Linked DNA regions of Mus musculus: regions 2 and 3 are each linked to region 1. The links are chromatin contacts, called in public HiChIP or PLAC-seq and promoter capture Hi-C maps. All regions are on one chromosome and are shown on one strand. The core of a region is the stretch at or near the end of the contact, and the rest is flanking DNA. Distances in the headings are between cores, read along the strand shown. Region 1 holds the start of Kif21a (kinesin family member 21A). Region 2 holds the start of Sco2 (SCO2 cytochrome c oxidase assembly protein). Region 3 holds the start of C730034F03Rik (a long non-coding RNA gene).

What was found. Promoter capture Hi-C pulls out the DNA fragments that hold promoters and counts their contacts. HiChIP or PLAC-seq counts read pairs in DNA pulled down with a chosen protein or histone mark.
Region 2: an H3K4me3 HiChIP or PLAC-seq map of embryonic stem cells shows a contact between it and region 1, with 5 read pairs. The contact joins the promoter of Sco2 here to the promoter of Kif21a in region 1. A contact is called at or near these places in 2 of 115 datasets of contacts at active chromatin or transcription factors (differentiating embryonic stem cells and embryonic stem cells).
Region 3: a contact with region 1 is called in a promoter capture Hi-C map of liver, with 11 times the contacts expected there. The contact joins the promoter of C730034F03Rik here to the promoter of Kif21a in region 1. A contact is called at or near these places in 1 of 39 promoter capture datasets (liver) and 2 of 115 datasets of contacts at active chromatin or transcription factors (embryonic stem cells and epiblast stem cells).

What each region holds. Positions count from the first base shown.
Region 1 is chr15:91,047,111-91,052,180 of GRCm38.p6, forward strand. It overlaps Kif21a (kinesin family member 21A), which reads right to left and starts at 2,841. Exons shown (of 37, transcript NM_001109040.2): 1 at 2,549-2,841. The coding sequence starts at 2,592. Gm52215 reads left to right here. Exons shown (of 2, transcript XM_030248879.1): 1 at 1-838; 2 at 1,835-2,791. The coding sequence starts at 2,102. The coding sequence ends at 2,767. It overlaps Gm36710 (a long non-coding RNA gene), which reads right to left and starts at 3,943. Exons shown (of 2, transcript XR_384343.1): 1 at 3,888-3,943; 2 at 3,613-3,794.
Region 2 is chr15:89,371,890-89,376,959 of GRCm38.p6, forward strand. Sco2 (SCO2 cytochrome c oxidase assembly protein) reads right to left here and starts at 2,002. Exons shown (of 3, transcript NM_001111288.2): 1 at 1,794-2,002; 2 at 1,534-1,713; 3 at 1-576. The coding sequence starts at 560. Ncaph2 (non-SMC condensin II complex, subunit H2) reads left to right here. Exons shown (of 20, transcript NM_001115132.2): 20 at 1-961. Tymp (thymidine phosphorylase) reads right to left here. Exons shown (of 11, transcript NM_138302.2): 2 at 4,688-4,868; 3 at 4,350-4,552; 4 at 3,613-3,711; 5 at 3,107-3,236; 6 at 2,868-2,986; 7 at 2,362-2,524; 8 at 2,043-2,273; 9 at 1,794-1,934; 10 at 1,534-1,713; 11 at 1-576. The coding sequence starts at 4,859. The coding sequence ends at 1,556.
Region 3 is chr15:89,428,054-89,433,123 of GRCm38.p6, forward strand. C730034F03Rik (a long non-coding RNA gene) reads left to right here and starts at 1,962. Exons shown (of 4, transcript XR_875570.1): 1 at 1,962-2,046. It overlaps Chkb (choline kinase beta), which reads right to left and starts at 1,874. Exons shown (of 11, transcript NM_007692.6): 1 at 1,324-1,874; 2 at 996-1,104; 3 at 661-774; 4 at 358-491; 5 at 81-176. The coding sequence starts at 1,547. Gm44502 (predicted readthrough transcript (NMD candidate), 44502) reads right to left here and starts at 1,874. Exons shown (of 27, transcript NR_004843.2): 1 at 1,324-1,874; 2 at 996-1,104; 3 at 358-774; 4 at 81-176.

The DNA of each region.
Region 1 (5,070 bases), core at 1,591-4,090:
AGCTAACCAGTGCAACCCAATGAGACCCTGCCTCAAATAAATAAAAAACATAGCAAGCTTCAGTAAGGCAAGAACACAGCAAACTGAACCACAAATTTGAGCAGGGCCTGGTGGCGCACTCCTTTAGGCCCAACACTCAGGAGGCAGAGGCAGTTGGATCTCTGCGTTCAAGGCCAGCATGGCCTACAAAGTGAGTTCCAGGACAGCCAGGGCTACACAGAGAAACCCTGTCTCGAAAAACCAAAATAATAATAATAATAATAATAATAATAATAATAATAATTTAAACTTAAATTTTAGTTATGGAGCTTAACCATATTTCAGGTGTTTGGCTGCCACATTGAACTTTCTGAATCAATATCCCTTCTCAATGAAAGACAACCTACAGACAACTCAAACACCAAAATATCCCCCGAAACAGAGTAAAAACCATTCTCCCTCAGCTAGAAACTTTCTGCTCAGCATCTTTCCCGGGCGCTTATTTTACAAACCCTCTAAGCCCACTAGAACACACGCACCTGGAGAACGCACTTGCTTTTATGAAAGAACAGCCCAATTCTCCACTGCTCATCGTCTCGTTGTCGTAAAGGAGAAAGAGGGCCAAATCCTCTGTTAATTCTCTGTCTAGACCCAACATTTGTATGCATTTACTTCTCCACAACTGGAAAGCAGACTGGATTGGAGGACCCGGGGAGTGTTCAGTTCACTCCCTCTCGTGGTGAACTCGCTCTCCTCTAAGATGTCCAGATAGAAATAGTCTGCCAAGGCTATTCACTTGTAATTGACCTAGTCTAGGATCGGGAAGATGCTGACGACCTTTTACACTGAGTAAAACGAGGTAAGGCATAGCCCTGTCTCTCACCTGCACAGGCACGGGGGTAAGAACCAGGGCTGCACATGTAAGCTTTCTGGGTTGTAACTCTCTTTCCGTCTATGCTATCAGTTTAATTTTGGAAGGTTGACTTAATAATCTTCCTGTCCCCGTCAGTAAGAAAGACATAAAAAAAAAAAAAAAAAAAAAAAAAAAAAAAAAAAAAACAGCTTTAAAGTCACAGATTATGAGGAATAAGCTTTTTACCTGATCTAAAACATGTGACGGTTTTACGACTCTTTACACACTTCCGTTGTAAAACATTTGAAATTTTTTATTCCCCTTTTCTGTTATTCCTGGACTATATCTTCCATTACTAGATGAGACTGTTCTTCCTATTCATCCTACTAGCTTTCGTTTGGCCTTAAAATATGAATCATGTGTGCATCAGGACCAGGGACGTGGAAGGCAAAGACAGGAAGGCCATTAAGGGCCAGACCTAATAAAACCGTCACCTCCATTCTATGGTAATTCCATTATCTGCAGAATAAAGGAATCAAAATACCTTCCCATTTCTTTTTATTCTTTTTTTGTTTTGTTTTGTTTTGTTTTGTTTTGTTTTTCGAGACAGGGTTTCTCTGTGTAGCCCTGGCTGTCCTGGAACTCACTCTGTAGACCAGACTGGTCTTGAACTCAGAAATCCGCCTGCCACTGCCTCCCAAGTGCTGGGATTAGGGCATGTGCCACCACTGCCCAGCTTTAAGACAATTAAAGACCCAGGACATGCAAAACTGCCACTTCTGGGCTTAATCAAGATTTGTCACTAAAATAACCATAGGAACGCTTACATTATGTAACTTTCAATTTTTCGACTAAGGCGCTGACAGATGTTTACGAATTCTGGCTTTCTCTGAAGACAGGCTCTCTTTATAATCTTTATATTGTAACTGAGTTAACAGTATACTATCAGAGCAATGGAAGCCATGCACTTGGTCTAAGAGGAATGCTTCATTAATTTTTCAGTGTGATGATGCTGCAGTTTTCCAAGAGCAACTGTCGGAGTTCTTGCGATGCATCAAAACAGCCAAACTACACCGAATGTCCATGTCACCGTCACTAACCACAACAAGGTGACACAGCCAGCATTTCAAAACTCAACCCCAGGCGTATGTGATGTCACTGTCAACATCCAAGGTGCTTAACTAACCTCAGGTTGTTTCTCCCAGTCGCCCATCTAACCCTCCGGCTGGCTGACGTTGCCTGCCTTCTCCAGACCTCCCGCGGGTGCCTATGTCCCGCAACACACTCCCTACCAGCACACCTGCGAGGCCAGGTGTCGCGACGCACGCCATCGCGGGGACCCGAGTGGGCGCGGGCGGCGCGCTTGTCACCGCGACGCTTTGTCTGCGGCTCCGAACCCAGCCGGCGCGGCAGGGGCTGGGCTGGAGAGGAGGGAGTGGGGGGTGGGGACAGACACCTCGGGCCCACCTGCAGGGCGGCAGCGGCGACTCCCGGGGACACCGGGCGACGCTCACCCGGAGGCCAAACGCGAGGCGTCCGTGCGTGCAGCGAGCGGCGCCCGATCCTCCGGGGTGTGGGGGTGCGGGGCAGCCACTGCTGTTCCCCCGAGAAGCAGCGATGCGACGCACCGGCCCCGGAGCGGGCAGCAGGAGAGTCCGCCCGCCCGCTCGTCCGCTTGCTGGCTTCAGCTTTCCTTCCTGTCCACCCGCAGCTCACCTGACAGCCACGCGCACCGAGCTCTCGTCCGCAGCGCCCAACATGCCTGCGGCCGCCCGGGGCTCAGCTCCGTGCCGAGCGCTCCGGGCAGGCGGCGGCGGTGGTGACGGCGGCGGCGGCGGTGACGGTGACGGTGGCGAGGGCTCAGCGCCGTGCTCCAGCCATGTTGGGCGACTGAATGGAAAGGTGGCGGCGCGGAGGCGCGGGAGGGGGCGGTGACTCAGGGCGGCGCCGCCCCTTGCCCCCACTCGCCAGGCTCCGCGCTGCCCTGCGTCAGCCGTGGCCGGTCCGGTGCGCCCCGCCCCGGCGGCACGGCCAGGCGGGCGCGGCACCGCGCGGAGGCGAGCCGACCCCCCCTCCCCCTCCCATCCACCGGAGGCGCGTCCCCGCAGCCACCTGCCCCCTCTGTGGCACGGACCTTGACCCCTTTCCCAAACCTGGCCCTGTCCTCTGCCCGATCTCTTGGGACGTGGAACGATTTTCCACCCCTCTGCCTCTTCAGTGCATTACTGTTCGGTCCTATGCACATGCAAAGTGCTCCGGGCCCTGGTACTGCCAAGCATTTCCACAACTGCTTTCCATGGAGGCGTGCAGCGTGGTAAATCCTTGCAAACGGATTTTCTTTCCCTGCTGGCCTTTCAAAAGCTCCTCCGGGATCCCGAGATTCTGTCAACAGTGTCCCATTGTGTGTTCTGCACGTCATCATTGTCCTTCCACATGCCTTTAGATAGCTCTGTGGAAACAGCCTTTGTTAGCTTTGCCACAGAGTATCTTTTGTGGACTGTTCCGTACATTTCAGTAAATAAACATGTGGGTTCATACAAAACAGTATAATAGATTAAATGTCGCTATCTAAATAAAAGCACTGGCCCAAGCAGATAAAAACTAAAATCACACACCTGATCGCCCTGCTCAGAGAGTGTCCTAGAACACAGTGTATATTGGGTTCAGAAAGAAGTTTGAACCTTGTATACCCATGGGTAGATGGCCTATGGTATTTATTCTTAGAGGCAGTCCTATGTACTTTGTTTCTTACCTTTAAATCGTTACAGACAACATAGGTGGAAGGTAAAAAAAAACTTTATAATGTCCCTTTGTGTGACAAACTGGTAACAAAGCTGTCCTCCGGCCTCTCCCTGGAGAGCCTTCCCTAGCCTCGATATTTCTCCACCAACATAATGGAGCCACATTTTGTCCTAACTTGACAGGTCCAGGCGTGGATGGATCTGGTCTGACCACCTCGTTTCTGCGATAAAGGACAAGAACAAGAGATCAACCTACAGCAACAAAGCAACATATATTACCTTCTCAAAGTCTTCACTTTAGATAGCAACAGTACCTATGTGTCTCAAAAAAGAGCTGTCACAAATCATGTGCTTCAAGAACTGGGCAGGTAGCTTAAGGAAGTGGAGGAAGCAAAGTCGAGAATATATAAAATAAAACCGAGAAGGCGGGCCCCTTCCTAAGGAAGTAGCTGTCCCCATTCTGCCTGGACTAGATCTACTGGCACCCAGATCCTGTGTGGCCACATTTTTGGTTTGGTTGTATGTTTGTTGTTCCTCAAGTGAAAAAGAAAAATCAAATCCTTATGTGAAAAACGCCTTAGTTTTAAAGATTAACAACTAATTCTGCATAATATTTACACACCATGCAAAAACAACCTCAAACTGTGTCTGACCATCTCTAGTCTCAAGCCACCAGATTGAAACGTCTGGCCAAATAGCATCAATAATAGCTAGGGCTTTGGGTTCATATTCAGGCAAAGGCCATGCATAACTTCAAATTCTAAATGCTGAATGTTCTAAAATCAATGCTTAATTTTGAATAATATTTTTTGAGATTTCTTTATAAGTAATATTTCCCTGTAACTCCTCTAATTAATAACCTTACATTAAAAAAGAAAATCCCAAAGTCGGAGCTTTTACCATGCAAGGGTTTAGATCCTGTTGAGAACATTTATTTACTGAATGCTTAGGAAATGGCTGCAGGGTGCAAACAGTGCTAGACACCAGTGATACAGAGAATAAACCAATGCCACGAATACAAAGGATTAGCTATTTAGTTCTGGGATTTGAAAGTCTGCAAGTACATTAGAAATTCCAATAGGCCTATAACAATTGCTACAGAGAAGGGTAAATTCTACGGTTACAAAAGCCCAGGGTGGGCTCCCAGAGTCCCCTCTTACCTCCATGCTAACAGCCATTCCTCTCATTCCGTGACCTGAAACTTTCCAATGGTGACCTACCACAAAGAGCCTAAATTCTTCTAGACTTAGGCCCTTCACACTCCGGACTCATCTTTAGTGACTCTGCTCCTTAACTACTGCTTTTTGGGGATGGGGTCTTCTGGTTCTGAAATACCATATATTTGTTTGCTTTCTGGGGGTCTTTAGAGTAGCTATTCCCTTTACCTGGAATGCTGTTTCCCAAGTCTTTTCATGGCCTCGGTTTTTTTGAACATCTCAATATCAGCTTAAGTGCCGTTTCCCCAAAGAGGCTTTCCTGACCACGCACAGCTAAGTA
Region 2 (5,070 bases), core at 752-3,251, 1.7 Mb before region 1:
ACCTGTTCTGTAGAACCGGTCAGACCTAACAGTCTTGGGTGGAATTCTTGCACATAGCGGGCCATGGCTGCCACGTCATCTCGTTCTGGGTCCACAGTGATGAAGACAGGCTGCACCAGGGGCAGGTCAGGCTCCGCCTCTAGCTTCCGCACCACCTGCACTAGCTTTTCCAGCTCATCGGGGCAAATATCAGGGCAGTGAGTAAAACCGAAGTACATCAGCACCCACTGGCCTCGGAAGTCGGCTTTGCATCGAGGCTGGCCTTTGTGGTCTAGTAGGCTGAAGTCACCCTGGCCCACAGCAGCCTGGCGCAGGGCCTCTGTACGCTGCTGTTGGCGCCACTGTTCCTTCTCAGCCCTCGCGGCCAGCCAGGCCCAGCCTAGCCCAGCCCCAAACAGGGCTGTGATCAGCAGTCTAGTTCTTAGCCCAGGGCCTTGGCGCTGGCCCTGCCCTGCCCAGTGTCGGGAATTTCTATGCAGAGTTTCACCTCCTGAGATCCTGAGGAGGGGTTTGAACTGAGAGAGCTTGGGCCAAGCTTTGGGCCCTAGAGCCAGTAGCATCGTGGACCTGAAGCTCCTGGAAAAGAACAAAGGTGGCAAAAGTCAGAAAAGAATGGACAAGATGTCTAGGCCTCCGCTGCTGGACAAGCATCTGCCCCACATTCAAGCAGGTTATCTAGCTGCCTGCACCGGCTCGTCTCAACTCAGAACTGCTCTGCCGTAAGCTGCATGCAGTCCAGGCAACACCAAAAGTCCATAGCTGGTTTGCTCTAACCTACGTCTTTAACCAGGGAGTCTCAGCCTCATGACCCCAACCTCTGGAGAACCCACGCCACAACTGCCAAGCCTCCCTGTGGATTCTTGGAAGCACCGCGAATATGCTTTGCCTGGGCACTGGGATGCATGTGTCTATTTACAATAAATTGTTCTTTATAGGGAGGCTGTTGATCCTCTGGCTGACCACCTTTAAGAGGTGATCCTTTCTAGCTTTAGGGTCACTTCAGGGTAATCTGGGGCTCAGCAGAAAACAAGTGCCTCCAGCTTGTTTTCTGTAATGTAACACAGCTCAGCCCACTGTGCCTTGAACTGTCTGACCTTCACCTTCCTGGGCAGGCAGACTCCTCTGCACTTAACTGGATGCCGTACCCTGCCCCTCTGCAGTCCCTCAGCCCTGCCATCTCCCTTCATCCTCCCCCCCCCCCCTCTCCCCAGGGAAGGTTGTTACAACTAGCATTTAGAGCCACTGGCATCCAGCCTACTGGGCTCCCCCAGTATGTTGCCCCCGTGTGGCTACAACCTGGATCTCTTATGAGATGGAGGATACGTCCAGGGCACCATCAGCCCTGAGCTAGGACCAGTCCGAGAAGATGGGACTGGCAAATATTCCCAATATGTCCATTTTCTGGGCCTCAGAAGGTCTCTAGCTCATGTGATAAGCTAGATGAAGCAGTAGCAGCAGAGTATGAGGCCACATGTTAACAGCGTCCTCACCCAGTCCCACCCCTTGGGGGAGGACTTGCCCAACTGAACTCACCTGGCTGAGCTGGGTTCGAGACTTAGGGCTGTGCGATGGTCGGTGGGAGGACAAGTTCAGCGAAGGGTGAAGGGACCTTGAAGGGTGCTCGATCTGATAGCACGAGCGCCCCCTGGAGAGTGCGTCGCTGCTGACTGCTGAGCGCAGGGCCGTCTAGGTGCACGCGGAGCCAGGGTGTCCCTGCGCGAGCGACAGAGGCGGTTACCTAGGTCACAGCGGGCGACCGGAAGGGTTGTTTATGGATTCCAGACAGCGCTTACCTCGGGACAAACACTGGCCCACGTCGACCAGTACCTCGGCACCCACTCCCGGTCTGATCGGCTGCCCCGCTCGGCTGCGTCCGGCTCCGAGGTCGTGCAGCACACGGGCCAGCGGCAGCGCTCGGACGCACTCAACAATGCCTAAGGGAGAGGGTGGACACTGAGAACCTACTGGAGGCACGTGCCAGGACCAGGAAAGATCGGGAGAGGAAGTGGGTGGGATCTGGTGCCGTTGATATCCGGTCTCACCGTCTGCCGGTGCGAGCAGCTCCTCTTGCTCTCGGGCGTGAGGCAGCAGCTGCCGGCGTTGCGTGGGGCTCCCGGAGCACAATGCTTTAGCTAGGCCGGGGTCCACGCCCTGCGCCGAAAGCATCAGCTGGAAGCGGCGCCGCGCGGAGCCGTCATCCAACGCCGCGGCCACTCGGGCGGCGCCTTGGTCTTGTGTTTCCGCCTGTCCGCTAATCCAAAGAATGGCGCCTCCTGCTGGCGGGCGGGGTGGAGCTCAGAAGCTGCAGGGATTGAGAGCTCCTGGCATACAAACTGGTGGTCTTAACTCCAGCCCTCTCACCTAGCCTAATGACCAGGTCCCGCAGATCCGGCGGCCCCGCACCATCCAGGCAAAGCAACGCTTCTTCCACCTCCAGGGTATGGCCCACGCTGCGGCCCAGAGGGTTATCCATGGCGGTCAGGGCTGCGGCGACCTTCAGCCCCAGGCTCACTCCCACTCTAACCTGGGGAGGCATTATTCAGTATCCGGCATTATCAAATCCCATACCTGCTGTCCCTGGGTTAAGGTGTCAGTAAAGGCTTAGGTTAGAGATCAGAAACCAACACTGCCAGGCCTCAGAGGGGATGGGGGTGTTCTGGTTGGTTGCCCTAAGTGGCGGGGGTTCTGTGGAGGATTTCCCCAGGTCCGCAGTCAGGACAGCTTTGATTGGATAGGGTAGGAGGGCTGGAAAGAGGAATTGCCGTTTTATTCTTCCAGGACTGTTGAGTGGGCAGAGGCAGGGATAGGACGGAATGTGAGGCTCATGTCCCTTCATAGAAAGGGCACTGTGGCCTAGCACGGCTCACCAACATCTTTGCCAGTTCTCGGGCCTTCTCCTGGTCTGGGAAGACTGCAGCTCCCCCAAACTTAACATCTACCACCAGAGTGGACAGTCCCTCCACGGCCTTCTTACTGAGGATTGAAGCTGCGAAGACCAGAAACATCATCCCAGGGTATACTTGGGCACAGGAAGAGTTGCCTCTCTGAGAAAAGCGGCAGTGCCTAGCGGACTGTCTGTCAGTCAGGGTACCCCGTTTCAGGTCACCTGTAATGAGTGGGACACTGTCCACAGTGGCTGTCACATCTCGTGCAGCATACAGGATCCCATCAGCAGGAACCAGCTTTGCACTCTGGCCGACAATGCAGCAGCCGACTTCCTCAAGGATGTGCAGCATCTGCTCAGACACCTTCATTAACTTCTAGGGACGGACCCACCCACTGGCCCTGACCACTGACCCAACAGAAGTTCAAAACATGGCCAGCGAGAGTCAGTATGGTTCTGATGGCTAACCTACCAAGGATCCCGATTAGTTATGACAGACACATTAATGCGTACCAGCTAATCAGTGGCTTCTCCCTGTTCCCAAGTAACGATCCCGATCAAAGTTCTCTCGATGACTCCAGGCCTATTTACAACCAATGACCTTTTGAATAGTCAATGTTCTCTCTCATTAGTGACCCAGATAAATAACCTGTCCATTGATCATCCTGTGATTCGGGCCAGTGACTCCCTCAACCCAGATCATTGATCAGTTAGTGGCCCACCTGTACCTGCTCTGGGCTCTGGGTGACACCGAACCCAGGAATCGATTCCAGCTTATCCAGTGTGCCCCCTGTGTGTCCCAGACTGCGGCCGCTGATCATTGGCACCTGGTGGAGAGGGATGCTGACTGCCCCCACGCAGGCCCTTAACCTCATTTTACCTATCCTCTACTAAGAACCTATCCTATCCTCATATGAAATTACTTTTAAAAAAGCAGTTATATTTTAGAGTCTTTTTTTTTTTTTTTTTTTTTTTTTTTGGTTTTTCGAGACAGGGTTTCTCTGTGTAGGTCTGGCTGTCCTGGAACTCACTTTGTAGACCAGGCTGGCCTAGAACTCAGAAATCCGCCTGCCTCTGCCTCCCAAGTGCTAGGATTAAAGGCGTGCGCCACCACGCCCGGCTATTTTAGAGTCTTTTAAACAGTTAATGAGGGTGCCCAATTGGTGGAAAGGAAGATAAACTGTACTTGGTGGGAGCAGTTTGTCAGTAGGTCAGGAGTTGGCACACACTCATCTGGGGCCCAAGTCTGAAGGACAGGAAGAGGAAGGCCCCGCTCTTTCTTTGTGGGGCCTGCTAGCTCTTAAAGGGTCCTCTTGGGTACAGAGGCAACTCTACTCCATGGTGGAATTTGTGTATTGAGCGATGGGACTGCCCTGGATTTTGTCTTTGAGAGCTTTGAGCCAGGCTGGAGGGTTGGAGGTTCCTGTGAGCGGGTCAGAGGTCTGTAGAGGACGTGGTCACTAACCTTACAGCCGCATGCAGCCAGGGCAGGTGCCAGAACCAGGCTAACCTTGTCACCCACACCTCCTGTGGAGTGTTTGTCAACAAGCTGCTGGTGCCAGGCTTTGGGCCACTCCAGTTGCTGCCCAGACTCTGCAAGGGCCCGAGTCAGCACAGATGTCTCTTCTAGGTTCATTCCCTGCAGCCGAATGGCCATTAGCATGGCCCCTAAGTATGGATACAATGAGCGAGGTGTTCACGCAGTCTGAGTTTTCTGGGGCCGTGATGGTGGTGGGGTACTGTGGATCCCTGAGGTGCGTATGGGGCAGCTGGAAGGGGTGTTGGGGTCTAGTTACCACACACCAATTTGTGTGTCCTGTGCTCTTCCATCTATCACCGCGTGCACGAAGTTTCTGATATCTGCTTCTCTCAGATGCCCTCCATCTCGCTTCAGGCGGATCAGCTCAGGCAGCTGCCTGGGCTCCCCACCTCCTCCCCCTGAGGCCGAGGGAGGTGGTGTCCCTGGAGCTGCCATTGCTCCAGTCTGTAAGGGATATTGAGACACCACTGGAACTCCCCACCTCCACCCCATCCAGGTCTTTGAATCCATGGTCACTTGTCCAAACCTTGCTCTTACAGGGTCTCTGGCACTCACCAGTCTCATGTTTTTCTCTATCCAGCACTGTCCCATTCCCAACCCCATCTGGCTTCCATTTCTCGACCTCACAAATCACTCCCCCCACCCC
Region 3 (5,070 bases), core at 712-3,211, 1.6 Mb before region 1:
ACTAGCCCTCAACAAATCCTGGAGAGGACACTGATAAATGCCAGTGCCACCCACCCGCCCACTATGTCATCCGCCTTCACCTGAGGCTGTTCATCTCGTCCTTGAGGCTGTACATCTCTACCAGGTTCATCTGGGGAAGGCTGGTGGAAGGCAAGTCCTGGATCTGCTTCAGGTACCTGGAAGCCGCCCAAACGGGAAACATTCTGTCTATCTCTCCCCACCCCCTTCTATCGACTCTTCAGGCCAAATTGTCCTGTCACTGGGCTTTGGCTGGGAAACAGAGTCCATGATACTGGGGTATCTATCCACTCAACTAGAGGTTCAGTTTTAGATGCACGGATCCCAAACTGGACTCACCGCTCCATGGTCCCAAACAACCATCGGGGCTCCTTAGTGAAGGGCATCTCCATACCATGGAAACGGGCCATCCTCGTTGCAATGGCTCCCGACAACACTGGGTCCCGGAGCTCTTGAGTTTTCAACGGCCGGCTCTGTACCCAGTAACCTATCAGGGTGGTGAGGGGGCTGGGGCGGGAGGGGGAAGGGATACGGGATGGGAGGAGATCAAGGTCTTAGGGAAATTTCCCTACCTGGGATGTGAAGGCAGACTTTGGGAAGGGTAAAGACTTGGGGTAAAAACAACAAAAACTGGGCTCTTACTGGGAGGTACTGTTCCAAGCGGCCCTCTGGAAACACTCCGTAAAGCTGGGGCCCTAGAGACCGCTCTGCGAGAATGGCGAACATCACGCTTTCTAATACCAAGGAGTCTACACCCTGATAAAAGATGTATGGCAAAGGGGCTCATGTCAGAAAAAGCCAGAGGTACGTGGGTACTGGCCCAAATCGGCTTCATCTACAATAGCTTGGACTTCTGCTCTTACTGACTGAGAATTCTTGAGCTTCAGCATATTCAGCTACACAAATAAGACACCACTTTCTGCACCACTTGCTCCAGATGTCCGAACTCCCAAGTTACGATCCTTCTTTTCCCTCACCTGCAGGATGGCCCCGTAGAGTCGTAGCAGCACCTCCCGGGGCTCCCCGCCCACACTGGGTACGTGGTTCGGTAGTGAGCATCGGAAGAGCAGGTTGCTGAGGCCTCCGCTGCAGATCCACACAGGTCAGGCTCAGCAAGGGTCGTCCCCCCGATTGGTGGGACCCACTCTAGACACCCTTCCCGAGAGGACCTCCCAAGTCCCGAAGGGGGACCCCGCCCCCCAGCACAGCAGGCTGCAGACCTGCCCCCACCCCCCACCCCCCCGCGTAGCACTGACGGCGACCGAACTGGGAGTGTCCCCAGGGTCCCCAGGGCTGACCCCTGACCTCACGGGACAAACGCTCAGCTCCTCCGGCCGCGCTCGGCGCCAGGCCCCGCCCAGGTACTCCCGGCACCACTGATAGGCTCGGCGCTGCGCGTCACGGGACAGCGAGGAAGCGCGCCGCCGATTGGGGATTGGCTCTGGGCACTTAGCATCCTGCAAACCGTCCTTGGGCAGGCCGCCGCCGACAGCCCCTCCTCCGACTACCCCTGTCCCGTCTGCCGCCATGACGTGGGCTCCGTTAGGTTTAACGCCTGCCGGTGCTCAGCGAGCCTCAGGTGAGGTTGGCTCCTTCCGGGTAGGCTCGGTTCCGCTTCCCGGAAGCCGCAGAGTCTCTGGGCGTCCTCGGCTCTTCGCGACTGCCTTCGGCTTTCTTGGTGGCTCCAGTCCTGGGACCGTTTCCAAGCCAGATGCGATTCTCAGGGCTGCGGCGCTCAAAGGCAAAGAGGGACGGCAGCTTTCCCTGAGTGGGGCGCGCTCGGGCCACGCCCGATCCGCCTATCAGTCTCTGCAAAAACAAGTTACTGCGTGGACTGTGTCCGGAACCAAGGAAGTGACGTAGGCCAATCCCGAGCGCCGTGGGCGGTTGGACAGTAGCTCCGCAAAGCTTACGAGCCAGGCTCTGGCCAATGAATGGACGATGGTAGTTTGCGGCTCCTTTATAACAGCTGCTGTGTGAGACACTCTACTAGGGAGTAGATTAGCCGAGCCTGTGGTGACAGTTGGGGTAAGTGAATGGAAGAATGAAAACGTAGGTTCTAACGATTCCCCTTTCCACAAGGCAGCAGGTGTATATGTGATGCTGGAAGGCGTAATAAGAATCAGTCCGGCGTGTCCAGCGCTGCATAGACCGCATGAGCGCCATTAATGTGACCCAACACAATAACTTAAAGTATTTTTCTTTCTCGAGAGAGTGTGTCTCTCTCCTGTTAAATATCGGGAAGAGGGAGACGTTAATGGTCAGCTTAGAAAGGAAGCTTACACAATCCATAATTCATCTGAAGGATGAGGTTTATTAGAATGAAAGGGCCTCAAAGCTACGAGTTTCGGTGTAGGGGAGGGAGAATTGAACATGAGACCTTAGAGTTAAGAAAAGACTTTCCTTTAAAGTCTAGGGATGGGGCTGAAGAGGTGGCTAAGCGGTTAAGAGCACTGATCCCTCTTCCAGAGGTCCTGAGTTCAATTCCCGCCAACCATGTGGTGGCTCACAACAGTCTGTATGTAATGGGATCCGATGCCCTCTTCTGGTGTGTCTGAAAATAGCCACAGTGTACTCATACACATAAAAAATAAATAATTCTTTTTTAGAAAGCCTAGGGAGTGGGGGCTGGCGAGATGGCTCAGTGGTTAAGAGCACTGACTGTTCTTCCGAAGGTCCTGAGTTCAAATCCCAGCAACCACATGATGGCTCACAACCACCCGTAATGAGATCTGACGCCCTCTTCTGGTGCGTCTGAAGACAGCTACAGTGTACTTACATATAATAAATAAATCTTAAAAAAAAAAAAAGGGAAGAGAGTTCATTGTGCGGGTGCGGGGTGTGTGTGTGTGTGTGTGTGTGTGTGTGTGTGTATAAGAACGCGGGGGAAGCATTCAGGAAACTGAAATCGGTGGTTAATTACCTGTGAATCTGAGGACAGTCTAGTCTATATACTGGGTTCCAGGCCAGCCAGGCTACATAGTGAGAGAAGAAAGGTGGTAAGAGAATTAATGGGGTGGCAGCAGAGGAGCCAATCAGAGAGCAGCCTTAAGAGCAATCTGTGAAGCAGACAGCTGAGGTGTTTCCAGACCGATCTCCTAAAAAAAAAAGAGAGAGAGAAAATTGACTTCAAAACAAAATTTTTTAGAATTGTCAAAACCATGAGCAGTTTTCCTACATGGCCCACTGAGAGCTGGAGAGAGGCATCCCCTGCTCCAGGCTGTGGGAGCTGGCTTAAAGATGTAGGCTATCTCCCCTTTAATCCCAGCACTGGAGAAGCAGAGGAGTACAGGGTCAGGACACAGACAGATAAACGTGCAGGTGGGTATTTTAACTTCCTTAATACTTTGGACCGTGAACTTTGTGGAGAATGAACTTTGTAGGTGGTAACATTGTTTTATGTTGCAATGTTAAAACTCTGGACCAGCCTGGAAATGTTAGGTGGTGTTTTTATTTTTTATTTTGGCTAGCTTTTGAGCCTGGGAAAGAGTTCTAAGCTCTGTTTTCTGGGCCGAGGTTCTAGGTGAAAGTGGCCTTGATTCTGCTATCTGACTGACCAGACCATATCTTTCCAGCCTTTTTTTTTTTTTTTTAACATAACTACTCCTATCAGGAAGTCAGGCCTGGGTTGGCATAGCTTGTCCTTTGTGACTTACTAGAGGTCAGCTTCTTAGCCTGTGGGACATGCATGACCCCGTGAGGTTGGCTGAATGTAGGGATTGGTGAAAGATTTGGCGACAGTAAAGGTTTCTGAACAAATAATAACCAGAAATTAATGTAAAATAAATCAAGACAAAGGAATTCAAGATGTTTCTGACCACTAGATAACTGAATTGTAGCCTTGGTTTTGAGCACACAGCATGCGTACTTCATGTGGCCACACCAACTTGGCTAGTATTTGAGACTGTGGTGTACTGTTGAAACAGTTGGTGACCCGGTGACGTAGGTCTCCTGTCTCTGGCCAGGTTCTTGGCCATCCTTCCTCCAGGAATGGACTGGGAAGACAGCAAAGGAAAGCATGAGCAACTTTATCTGCCTCGTGGACATAAAGAGTTCCAAGGGTCTCGATGAATGGCTCCAAACATATTTCTGCTATTTTGTACTTCATATTTAAAGCCAAACTCTCAGCACTGAAAATCATAAAGTAAGAATATCAAATTTGAAAAACTGTTACTGTTCTGTACCCCAGGGTATCCAACATTCAGCCAGAATTTAATGTTTTGGGGTTTTTGTTCGGTTTTTGGTTTTTGGAGACAGGGTTTCTCTGTGTCGCCATGGCTATCCTGGAAGTCATTGTACAGAGTGGTCAGGGTGGTCTTGAACTCAGAGGTCTGAGATGCCTCTATTTCCTGAGTTCTATGGTTAAGAGGTATGAGCCACCAATGTCTGGCCAGAATTTAATGTTTTATTTAAACATAAGCATGTGCCTCATTCGGAAGCAGTTTTTCCCACCTTAACAAATGGTAAACACACACACACACATATTAGGCCTAAGAATATATATATATATATTTTCATATTCCTAAGAATTGTTTTTAAGTATTTTATGAGTTATCACCAAATGTTTATTTGTATGTTTATTTGTATTACATATACACCTGGGGCTCAGTATAAATTTCTCAGGTTAACAAACTGAGCAGTGGGAAAAGTTGACAAATCTCTGTGTCAGGAGTAGGCACTCCTACTGTTGGCTTCTCTCTTACAGTGTACTTTTAATCAGTTTGTCTTAAAGGATAGAAAAACAAAAACAAAAACAAGAGAATCTTCAAGAAATGTGCAAAACAGAGACTTTTGTGCAAACCTGCAAGAGAGGGCAAATAGTCTTATAGCCTGCTAGTTCTTGCTTCAGTTTTTCCATCAAGTAAATAATTATAGGATAGAAAGTTTGAAGTCTATCACACACAAAGTTTATTGCAGCAAAAATAGCACACACACAGAGTACAGTATACAAAGTCATAGCTCACTGAATAACACTGTGTGTGTGTGTATGTGTGTGTGTATGTGTTGGCAGAGCAGCATTTGCCCCTGGGAGTGTCCAGATGGTCTGCAGCT